Linked DNA regions of Zea mays: all the other regions are linked to region 2. The links are chromatin contacts, called in public Hi-C maps. All regions are on one chromosome and are shown on one strand. Each heading gives the region's core, a stretch centred on a gene start, on an enhancer-like site or on the middle of the called end of the contact. The rest is flanking DNA. Distances are from core to core; before and after follow the strand shown. Region 1 holds the start of LOC100283671. Region 2 holds the start of LOC100282737 (chaperone protein dnaJ 10). Region 3 holds the start of LOC103642199.

Region 1 (3,197 bases), core at 463-2,962, 170 kb after region 2:
TCTGCAAGGAAGGGTCAGACCACAGCACATCCCCAGGGATCAAATTTGAGCCTTCCCAAGGAGGGTCGAGAACAGTTCTCCTTGCTTTCAATAACTCATCCAAGGATCCAAGTTTCATGGAAGTCAGATCAACAGTAAAATTCGCCTTGTATTTGTGACCCTTCTTTCCCTTTTTTGATTTCTTTGATGGCACTACAATTGTTCCACGGAAGATACCGCCGTGTGCAGTGTACACACATCCTGCTATTATTGTCGCCAGAGGAAGGTCCTCAAAACATCTTAAAAACTTCCGGTAAATTTGAGGGCCCTGATCTTTGTATTTAGTCATTACCTCCTTCTCGAAACCATATACTGACGTGCAGTACTTGGATTCGTGGTTTCCCCGGAGAAGGAACACACAGTTTGGGAGTAGCACCTGAAAGAAAGCAAGAACACCATTAATTAGCAACCATTTATGTTTGACACTGTTTGAAGTTGAACGGAGATTTCTATAGAAGTTTTAGAATGTCAAAGGAGGACAAGCATATGCTTGTGCAAGTTAACAGTCAAATGCAAATATATATCACACATGGCACTAAATACAGCTACCGCTACCACGTATGAATATAGTATGGAACAAATGAACAATTCTAACTCACTTAACATACATATGGTTTAAATGACACCATATTTTTCATAATTGAAGTGTGTGTGACATTACTTTTTTTAGTGCAGTTAAATGTCTACTTATAAACGTTATTCATGATATAGGCTTAAACTTATATCTAATGATACGCTACCTCAACGCCAAACCACGATATTTAATACATTGACATCACATCACTAATATTCCAGCAGTTGAATTCCGAGGGAAACAAGAACAAGTACTCAAGAAATATTGTGTGGGTCATGCCTCATAATTCTATGTTGATTTCATTAGTTGCATACACGCAAAATTAGCAAACCTATACTTGTTCTTAGGTCCAATCCAAACAAAGGAGAGACCATTATTCGCCACGGTCTGCGCCTCTGCGCTGCCACTGCCACTGCCACGAAAACAACTCAGCCAGTTTGTACCGCCTCTGGAAAATTTATTGACTGCCTTGACATGCATCAATCTACGCCCATGAATCTCGCAGATCCGACAAAACAAAATGGAATCGAAGCGTGCATGAGGCAGCAGAATTCACCTTCCAGGCGAGGAGCAGGAGGAAGGTCTCGAGGCCCCAGGCGCCGCGGTCGACGTAATCGCCGTTGAAGACGAAGATGCGGTCCTCGGACGGGAACCCGGCGTCGCGGAGCAGGAAGATGACGTCGTGGAGCTGCCCGTGGACGTCCCCGACGACGACGACGGCCTGGCCGGGGCGCGGGTCGACGCGGACGAGGTTGGGCTCGCGGTGCAGGATGGCGGCGGCGGCCAGGACCAGGCGCTGGACCAGCGCGGGCGGGAGCACCGCCGGGAGGCGGTCCGCGGGGAGGTGCCGCGAGCACCAGTCCAGCGTGGACGCCAGCCCCGCCACCCAGTCCCGCGTCAGTGCGCCGCCCTCGGGCCACTCGACCACCGTAGGGGCCGGGACCGGAGCCGGAGCCGGGGCTGGGGCTGGGGCTGGGGAGGGATCCATCGCCGCGGCGATGGGGATGAGGATGGCGTCGGCGTCGGGCTGCGACATGGCATGGGCCAGGCTGGATTCGCTGGGTTCTGAAGTTCTGTTCCTTGTGCGAGTCGCGCGAGTGGGGGTTTGTGTTGTCTTGGGGGAAACGAAAGGGAGGGTTCGTCGATCGTCGTCGTCACAGTCGGCAGCGCCGGCTGTGCTGCTTTTGCGCCCTTGAGGCCTTGTGGGGAAACGAAACGAGGGCTGGGCTGCTGCTGGTTCCAGTTGGCTTTCGTAGGTGCGGAGCCGTGGGCCGTGGGCCGTGGGCCGTGGCCCGTGGCCCCTGGGTCTCCGCGGCGTGGAGATGACACGGCTGCGAGGGGTGGAAACGAGCCGGCTCTGCTCAGTATTGTTGTGAGTTGTGCAAATGGGCTTGGCTTAAACCCGGCTCGCGAGCCACCTATTGACTGCAGTCTGCATCCTACAGTGAACCGTGAAAAGGAGGACTACAGAGGACAGCAGCATTTGGACAATTACACAACTAATATTAGACATGCATATAACAGAACTAGGTTAGTGCCGATGCGTTGCAACGGGAATATATAATATCATCGTAACTTATATATAAAAATGTTATATTGTTATGAGAAAGGATTTTGTAATCCATTGATGATCCTGGCTATATATAAAAATTTTGTTATTTTAATATACCTCTTTCACCACTACATTGCAACCATCAATATCATGCAGACCTATATATATGATAGTTAGGTGTCTGTGCGTTGCGACTACTCACAAATTATTAATAAAACGCGAACAATATATTGATAACCGTACACTAATCTATTCCTTTGTAGAGATATTGATAAGTCTCTTTTGTATGTTTGCAGGGATGACATAGCGGTATGAATTGTCCTCGTAACTTAATAGATCAATCACAAAGTTCCTTCGAAAAATCTTTGCATCCTACACACAAAGACATCCGCCTACTTTTTCCCCACATGACCATAACTTGTACAACGAGGTAGTTGGTATTAACCCTATAGAATAATGTTTGGCCAACTATGTTATATTGCTGAGAAGGTACGTGGTATGGAGAAAATACCCTTTTAAGTCAATTGGAAGACCGGTCTGAATTATATGTTCCCACTTAAAAATATTCTCTACCCATTCAGAACGTTTCTTGTTGTAGGCAATCTTACATTTAGAAGTGTGATTTAACGATATTCATGCCATGCAAATTTAGAAGTGTGATTTAACAAATTACATGCAAATGACAAAATGAGTAACAAAAGGCTTAATTTTGGAGAAGACGTGCTACCATATTTTTTAGAAGTTTTGGGTGCAAACAAAAGTGTAATAAGCTCGTTGATGTGGGTTTTTCTCTGAATTGCATTCTGTATTGACTCGACAGGATATTTAAATGTGTAGGATGAAATAGAGAACTACATAAGGATCCAATGCCATTGAATGACGTATGAGGAGTGCTTAGAATGCAAAAGTATTCACAATAAAAGATCACAAGACATTTGTCGTTTGCTTCCACATGGCGGCTATTCCATGTTTTAGCTCTTTACAAAGGAAGTTCTGCAAAAGCTTAAGTTGTGGGTTGTGATCGAAGATGTG
Region 2 (3,122 bases), core at 176-2,675:
TAAGGAAAAACATGCAACATGATCATCCGATTGATAACATTATGGAGTCTTTGAAAGGTGGTACCAACTTGTTTACATTTAGCAAATTTATGTTAGTTTTACTCGTTTTTTCTCCTTCAAATCTCCTAAGGTAGATCAACAGCTCTGTGATCCATATTGGGTGATGGCAATGCAAGAACTAAACAACTTTGAGAGAAATCAAGTACTCCTTAGTACAAAGAACCAAAAGCGATGTAATTAGAACCAAATGTGGAGTGCATGTAGGAATAAGGCAAGATTAGTTGCTCAAGGATTCACTCAAATAAAAGGGTCATACTTTGAAGAGACATATGCAACGATAGCTATACTTGAAGCAATCCTGATGCTTCTAGCCTATGCTGCACATCCCAACTTCAAGCTACATCAAATGGTCGTAAAAACTATGTTTCTCAATGGCCTTATTCATGAACTAATATATGTCGAGCATCACCAGGTTTTGGAGATCCAAAGTTCCTCGACCACATCTATAAAACTTTATAATGCATTCTAAGGCCTTAAACAAACATCAAGGGCATGATAAATTTTTACTCAAACAAGATCTTGACATAGTCAAAGCCGATCCTACTATTCCCACTCACAAAGTTAATGTAGATATTTTTGTGTGCCAAATAGCTATAGATAGAAATATGTAAATATGATTTAAAATGAGAAGTAAAGTTCTAAAAAAGAATTAGTATCGCCATGAATTCAAACGGCGGTTTTACAACCATTTTTAGGTTTGCGATACTGTTGGATTTTTTTTGTCAACCCCAACCAGATCTTATTATCGCGAGATTAAGTATTTTCTATAATAATATGGTGAAGTACCTGGCTCCGATAGATCTTATTATTGCGAGATTAAAGTAATTCCTATAATAATATGGTGACGTACCTGACCTCCGATTGTTCCTTTTGAGCTGTAGGCTTGAATTACAGGGTGTGTTTGGTTTGACTTTTGGCTTTGGCTTTTGCCCCCCTAAAAGCTAAAAGCCAACCAAAGGGCTGGATTCAGGAAGCAGCTTTTTCTAAAAGCCGACTTTCTCATAGTGCAAATCTGAAAGCACCTCTAGACCTGCTTTTAGTGGCTTTTCGGATGAAACTATAAAAACATATATCGAAGAATTTTTAACGACTTTTAGTGGTTTCCACCAAACGGTTTTTAGCTTTTTAACAGCTTACAGCCTACAACAGCTTTTTCCACAGCTCACAGCCCACAGCAACTTTTTTCACAGCCATAGCCCAACCAAACAGACCCATAGTTTTTTTAGCTGTATATTTGGATTTTTAGCAAATGCAAACGGAGGAAGATATGGATTTCGTCGTTGGAGTACAGTCCAAGAGCGGGTCCCGGGCTCCCGGCCCACAACTTGGCCTACTTGTGGTAATTCACAAAATTCTCCCTGAAAAATTTAGAAAAAGTCTAGACGACGCGCTTGTGTGCGTGGCCGGACCTGAAAAGCCGGTTCCTCCCCCGACCCCGGCGCCCCACCGCAGCCGCCGGCTCCCACCGCCCGGCGCACCCCGTCACCTCTCCACCAACCGGATACCCGGACGGATCCGCTCCCACCTGGATCCTGATCCGGGGAAGTCAAAGGGGAGATCGAAGCTTGAGCAGAGGGAGCCAAAATGGTGAAGGACACGCGGTACTACGACGTGCTGGGCGTGGACCCGTCCGCCACCGAGTCCGAGATCAAGAAGGCGTACTACGTCAAGGTAAGCGGCCGGCTCCTCGCTCCCGCTTGCTCTGCCGCGGGCGTCTGATCTGGTTCCTGTCGCTGCTGCTGGCTGTGTCTGTGCAGGCGAGGCTGGTCCACCCCGATAAGAACCCGAATGATCCGCAGGCCGCGGAGAAGTTCCAGGTATATGCGCGCTCGACATTTCTCATCCTGTGGTATCTATACTTTGCTCAGCTTTACAGCGCTGCTGCGACCTACTCTGCCTCTAGTGTACAATCCTTGATTCGATGGCTCATCTAACAGATGCTGCTGCGAGCTACTCTGCCTGTAGTGTAGAATGCTCGATTCAATCAGATTAGGTACTCATTGCTCGATGGCAGTACGTAAAAAAAATTAGGGAGTGCTGACTGCTTGGGCTTACTGGTTTAAATGGGGTTTTGTTAAGCAGCTAGACGTATTACTTTTTGGTTGAAGATTGCTCACTTCAAGGATACCTCAATATTGCTAACGCCTAACAGAACAGTCAAAACAATCTATTACAGGAAGTATGTTTACTAGGAATATAGTTCTGAAACACAGTTTGGACGAGTGAACAAAATCTAAATGAGACATATATGTAGGGGTGGTAATAGATCCCGATCCAAATGTTTCTTCACAAAATGGTAGGACTCTAAATAAATTTTAGTTAAAAAATGAATAGAAATAGGACCCGATCCGATCCTTAAATTTTATAGTGTAAAATTTAGAGCCCATTGTCACCCCTACATATATGACACACTCCCCTACCGTTTGTGTTTTATAATGAAGAGCCACTCGGCCACTCCATATCATTTTTGTAATGCACATTTAGATAGCCATTCTTCTTTGTAGCCTACAAAATATTTGGCTGCTGCTTTAAGAATGGAGACATTATACATGTATCAAAATGCTAGAGACTTGTCATTTTGTCTTGTTTTTAGAAATAGGATTGTTCATACTTGAGACTTGTGAATTTCTCAATTTAGGGGTGGTAGTGGATCGCGATCCAAATGCTTATTCACAAAATGGTAGGGCTCTAAATAAATTTTAGTTCAAAAATGAATAAAAAATAGGGCCCGATCCGATCCTTCAATTTTATAGTGTAAAATTTAGAGCCCATTGTCACCCCTACATATATGACACACTCCACTACCGTTTGTGTTTTATACTGAAGAACCACTCCATATCATTTTTGTAATGCACATTTAGATAGCCATTCTTCTTTTTAGCCTACAAAATATTTGGCTGCTGCTTTAAGAATGGAGACATTATACATGTATCATAATGCTAGAGACTTGTCATTTTGTCTTGTTTTTAGAAATAGGATTGCTCATACTTGAGACTTGTGAATTTCTCAATTTCGCAGCAATTTTCTTTATCCAAATATAAAAAAAATTCGACCTGCGAGGG
Region 3 (2,962 bases), core at 236-2,735, 160 kb before region 2:
GATACATGAGCGACCAATCTCTCCTCCTTCCCTTGACCTCCAATCTCATCAAGACGATTCATGCTGCTGCTGAGCCTGAGCCCAGGAATGGTAGTCCCTCAGCAACTGCTCTCCCAGCACGGGAACGAGCCTGTCCAGCAGGCCTTGCATCAACCTGCAAACAGAAATCGGTGGAAATGTCAGATCCAAGTGCCATTACCAACAGTAATCGGTGGAAATGTTGGCTGTTAGCCGATAAGATGCTCTGTCCCAGATCGAGCTACTAGTTCTCTTTCATAGCTCGCTTATGCAAACGTGACAGAGGCAGGCAGGCAGGCATACATACAGGTTACCTGGCTTCTCCACTGCTGACAACGGAAGCATGCTGAATGGCTTGGTGTAGACCTGTAATAAAATCGTAATCGACGCACTATTAACTTCATGTGCATTCTCTTAAAACTTTGGGGGAGGGGGAAGAAAATGCAAAGCATGCCTTGCATACCTCCAGAGTGACCTCCAGTTTGACATGGATGTCTAGGCAGGGCTCCTCGGCGTCGTCGCTCCACGTTATATGGTTACTCATGAATGCTGCAAAAAGGAAAAAAACTCAGTAGACGACTCGGATGAAGATGAAGGTATTAGGTAGAATAGAAGAACACAGATTGATGCACTGGTGGTAGGAGAACGTACCTGAGAAGAGTTCATTCTGCTGCTCAAGCACCTCTGATCCCTCGAACTGGAAATTAGCAAGAGCTCAGGTGAGTGAAGGAGGGTTCGGACCCCAAGACGAAGCGCGCGGGGAACAGAGCTGACGAGCGAGGAGGCAGCCAAGCCACGTGCGTACGTACGTACCCTGCACGACAGCATCTCGATGGTGCAGTCGGTGCTGGTCGGGGCGACGCGGAGGTCCAGCACCGGGGCGACCTCGAAGCCGAGGAGCCCGACGCGGCGCAGCGCGCAGGTGAAGGTGCCGGGCCCCGCGGGCGCGAAGCTCTCGAGCGCGCCGGTGTTGAGGATGGACTCGACGGCGTCCGGGTGGCGCAGGAACTCGCCGACGCCGGCGCCGGAGACGCCGTCCGGCAGCGGCACGCGCTGCCGCCGCCTCGCCGACAGCCGGGCCCGCCGTCCCGTCGGTGCCTGGCCCTGGCCCTGGCCCGCGCCCGCCTCTGCGTCGCCGTCGGCGGCGTCGCGGCTTGCCACTGCGACCCTCCATGCGCTACGGCGGCTCTTCTTGGCCTGATTGCGGCTGGAGCTGCATGTGGGGATGGGGATCGGCTGCCGCTGGGCGACGGTGATGGCGGCAGGCTTGGCTGCGGCGAGCCTCATTCCATCGGCTTCAGCTGCGCACGGCACGGGCGAGGAAACCAACCAACCAACCACTGGCTGCAGGAGCTTATCCTCGTGTTCGACTAGCGTCTTGTCTGCTCCACGCCGCCGGCACGCAGCACAAAGATGTGTGGTCGTCCGACTGAACCAGTGTTGTTTTTCCATTCCCCGCTACTCCTCGTCCTCGGTCATCATAAATTAATTAGCTATGTGCCCGTGCGTTGCGACGGAACACAAATTGACAATCCTCCAACGGCTTAGAGCTCTAGCGATGGACGGCGTGAGTACAATGGTGATAGGAACCCTCACGGAAAACAATACCATGTTGCTATGGAATCAATATGATAAAATACATTGATATGCAAAAACAATAATTATTATTCTATATTTTTGTTAGCATCACTAAAAAGATATCCAACCAATTTATCCTAAAAAAGATGATAAAAACTTTTATCTAAATCCATTTCCAGATTTAGTATATCTGTGGGTCATCTACGAGACATGCCCTTCTCCTACTACATGTGATGAGTGGCTGTTGCATAGAGCCCCAAAGAAAGTTGTGGAGAACTCCGTCTCTCATAGAGCATTTAGCGAACCTGCTCTTAACCAAGTTGAGCCCCTCATTCCGCAGGGAGACTAAAGAAAAGGCATACATATTATAGATTTCTAAAATCCCTTCATCATTTGAACCCTCCAATTCCAATCATACAAAAATATCACCTACAGTGAAAAACTTTGTTGCTACATCAATTTGTATCAGTTGTCAAATAAATAGCCTGACTTAGATGGATAGATCACTATGTCATTTTCTTTGTGAGAAGTTATAGTGAGTAAACAATGTCATACCGATAAAACAGGTTCTCTCAGTGATCTCTGTAATCTGCTAGACTGAAAGTTTGTTTGCCAAACTTGCTTGATGCCGCAAAGGCATCAACACCCCTCCATGCATCTAAAATGGGATCAGCTGCTCTAACAAGCTTCGGAGGAGCGAGGTAGGGCCGATACTATCGTATCCTGGACTCTAGCCGAGGGATCATTGCTAGGAACAGGGTGCCGAGGGATCATGCCAGGAACAGGGTGCTCCCATCCGAGACAAAGATTGACCGGCAGAGCGCTCCTTACTCTGGGTTCTCCCTATATAGTTGAATGAAACAAATTACAAGAGTAGCATAGAATAGAATATCTGGCAAATATTTTAAAAAATTGAGAACGCTTATCTAATCAGGAGGTAGATGATTCATACATAATTCTAGAGATGCAATACATAGTGCACAACCACATTTTATTTTCATGTTCAATGTAGCAACACAACTCGGTCCTTTGCTCTTAAGAAACACAGGGCCTGACTTTATGCAAGATTATACACATTATTCTGGAACACAACAAGTAAAATCTATTACAGTCAAAAGTAATATTGACACTATCAAAAGCAATACCTAGAGCAAAATGTCATGGAAGGTTCCTCGCTAACTTTCGCAAGTTAGTCAGCTCTATGTTGGTAAGGGTCGAATGCATTCCTTAATGCTATGAATTGTTTAGGTGTGATCTCCCATTGCCAACCAAACAAAAATGAATTGTTTAGGTGTCTTTTCCACTACCACGCGTCAGCACCGGTGATAAGGAAGATATCAGTGAAACACGCAGAAGCTCTCAAATA

Evidence for each region. Hi-C and Micro-C count contacts between places; a contact is called where the count stands out from the background.
Region 1: a Hi-C map of tassel shows a contact between it and region 2, with 3 times the contacts expected there. The contact joins the promoter of LOC100283671 here to the promoter of LOC100282737 in region 2. A contact is called at or near these places in 2 of 25 Hi-C or Micro-C datasets (leaf and tassel).
Region 3: a contact with region 2 is called in a Hi-C map of ear, with 2.9 times the contacts expected there. The contact joins the promoter of LOC103642199 here to the promoter of LOC100282737 in region 2. A contact is called at or near these places in 6 of 25 Hi-C or Micro-C datasets (ear, endosperm, leaf and 1 more) and 1 of 3 datasets of contacts at active chromatin or transcription factors (leaf).

What each region holds. Positions count from the first base shown.
Region 1 is chr1:193,667,492-193,670,688 of Zm-B73-REFERENCE-NAM-5.0, reverse strand. LOC100283671 reads right to left here and starts at 1,712. Exons shown (of 6, transcript NM_001156572.1): 1 at 1,170-1,712; 2 at 1-415. The coding sequence starts at 1,649.
Region 2 is chr1:193,835,323-193,838,444 of Zm-B73-REFERENCE-NAM-5.0, reverse strand. It overlaps LOC100282737 (chaperone protein dnaJ 10), which reads left to right and starts at 1,425. Exons shown (of 10, transcript NM_001155643.1): 1 at 1,425-1,731; 2 at 1,818-1,877. The coding sequence starts at 1,645.
Region 3 is chr1:193,994,087-193,997,048 of Zm-B73-REFERENCE-NAM-5.0, reverse strand. It overlaps LOC103642199, which reads right to left and starts at 1,485. Exons shown (of 5, transcript XM_008665518.2): 1 at 832-1,485; 2 at 670-715; 3 at 482-567; 4 at 333-384; 5 at 1-154. The coding sequence starts at 1,470. The coding sequence ends at 150.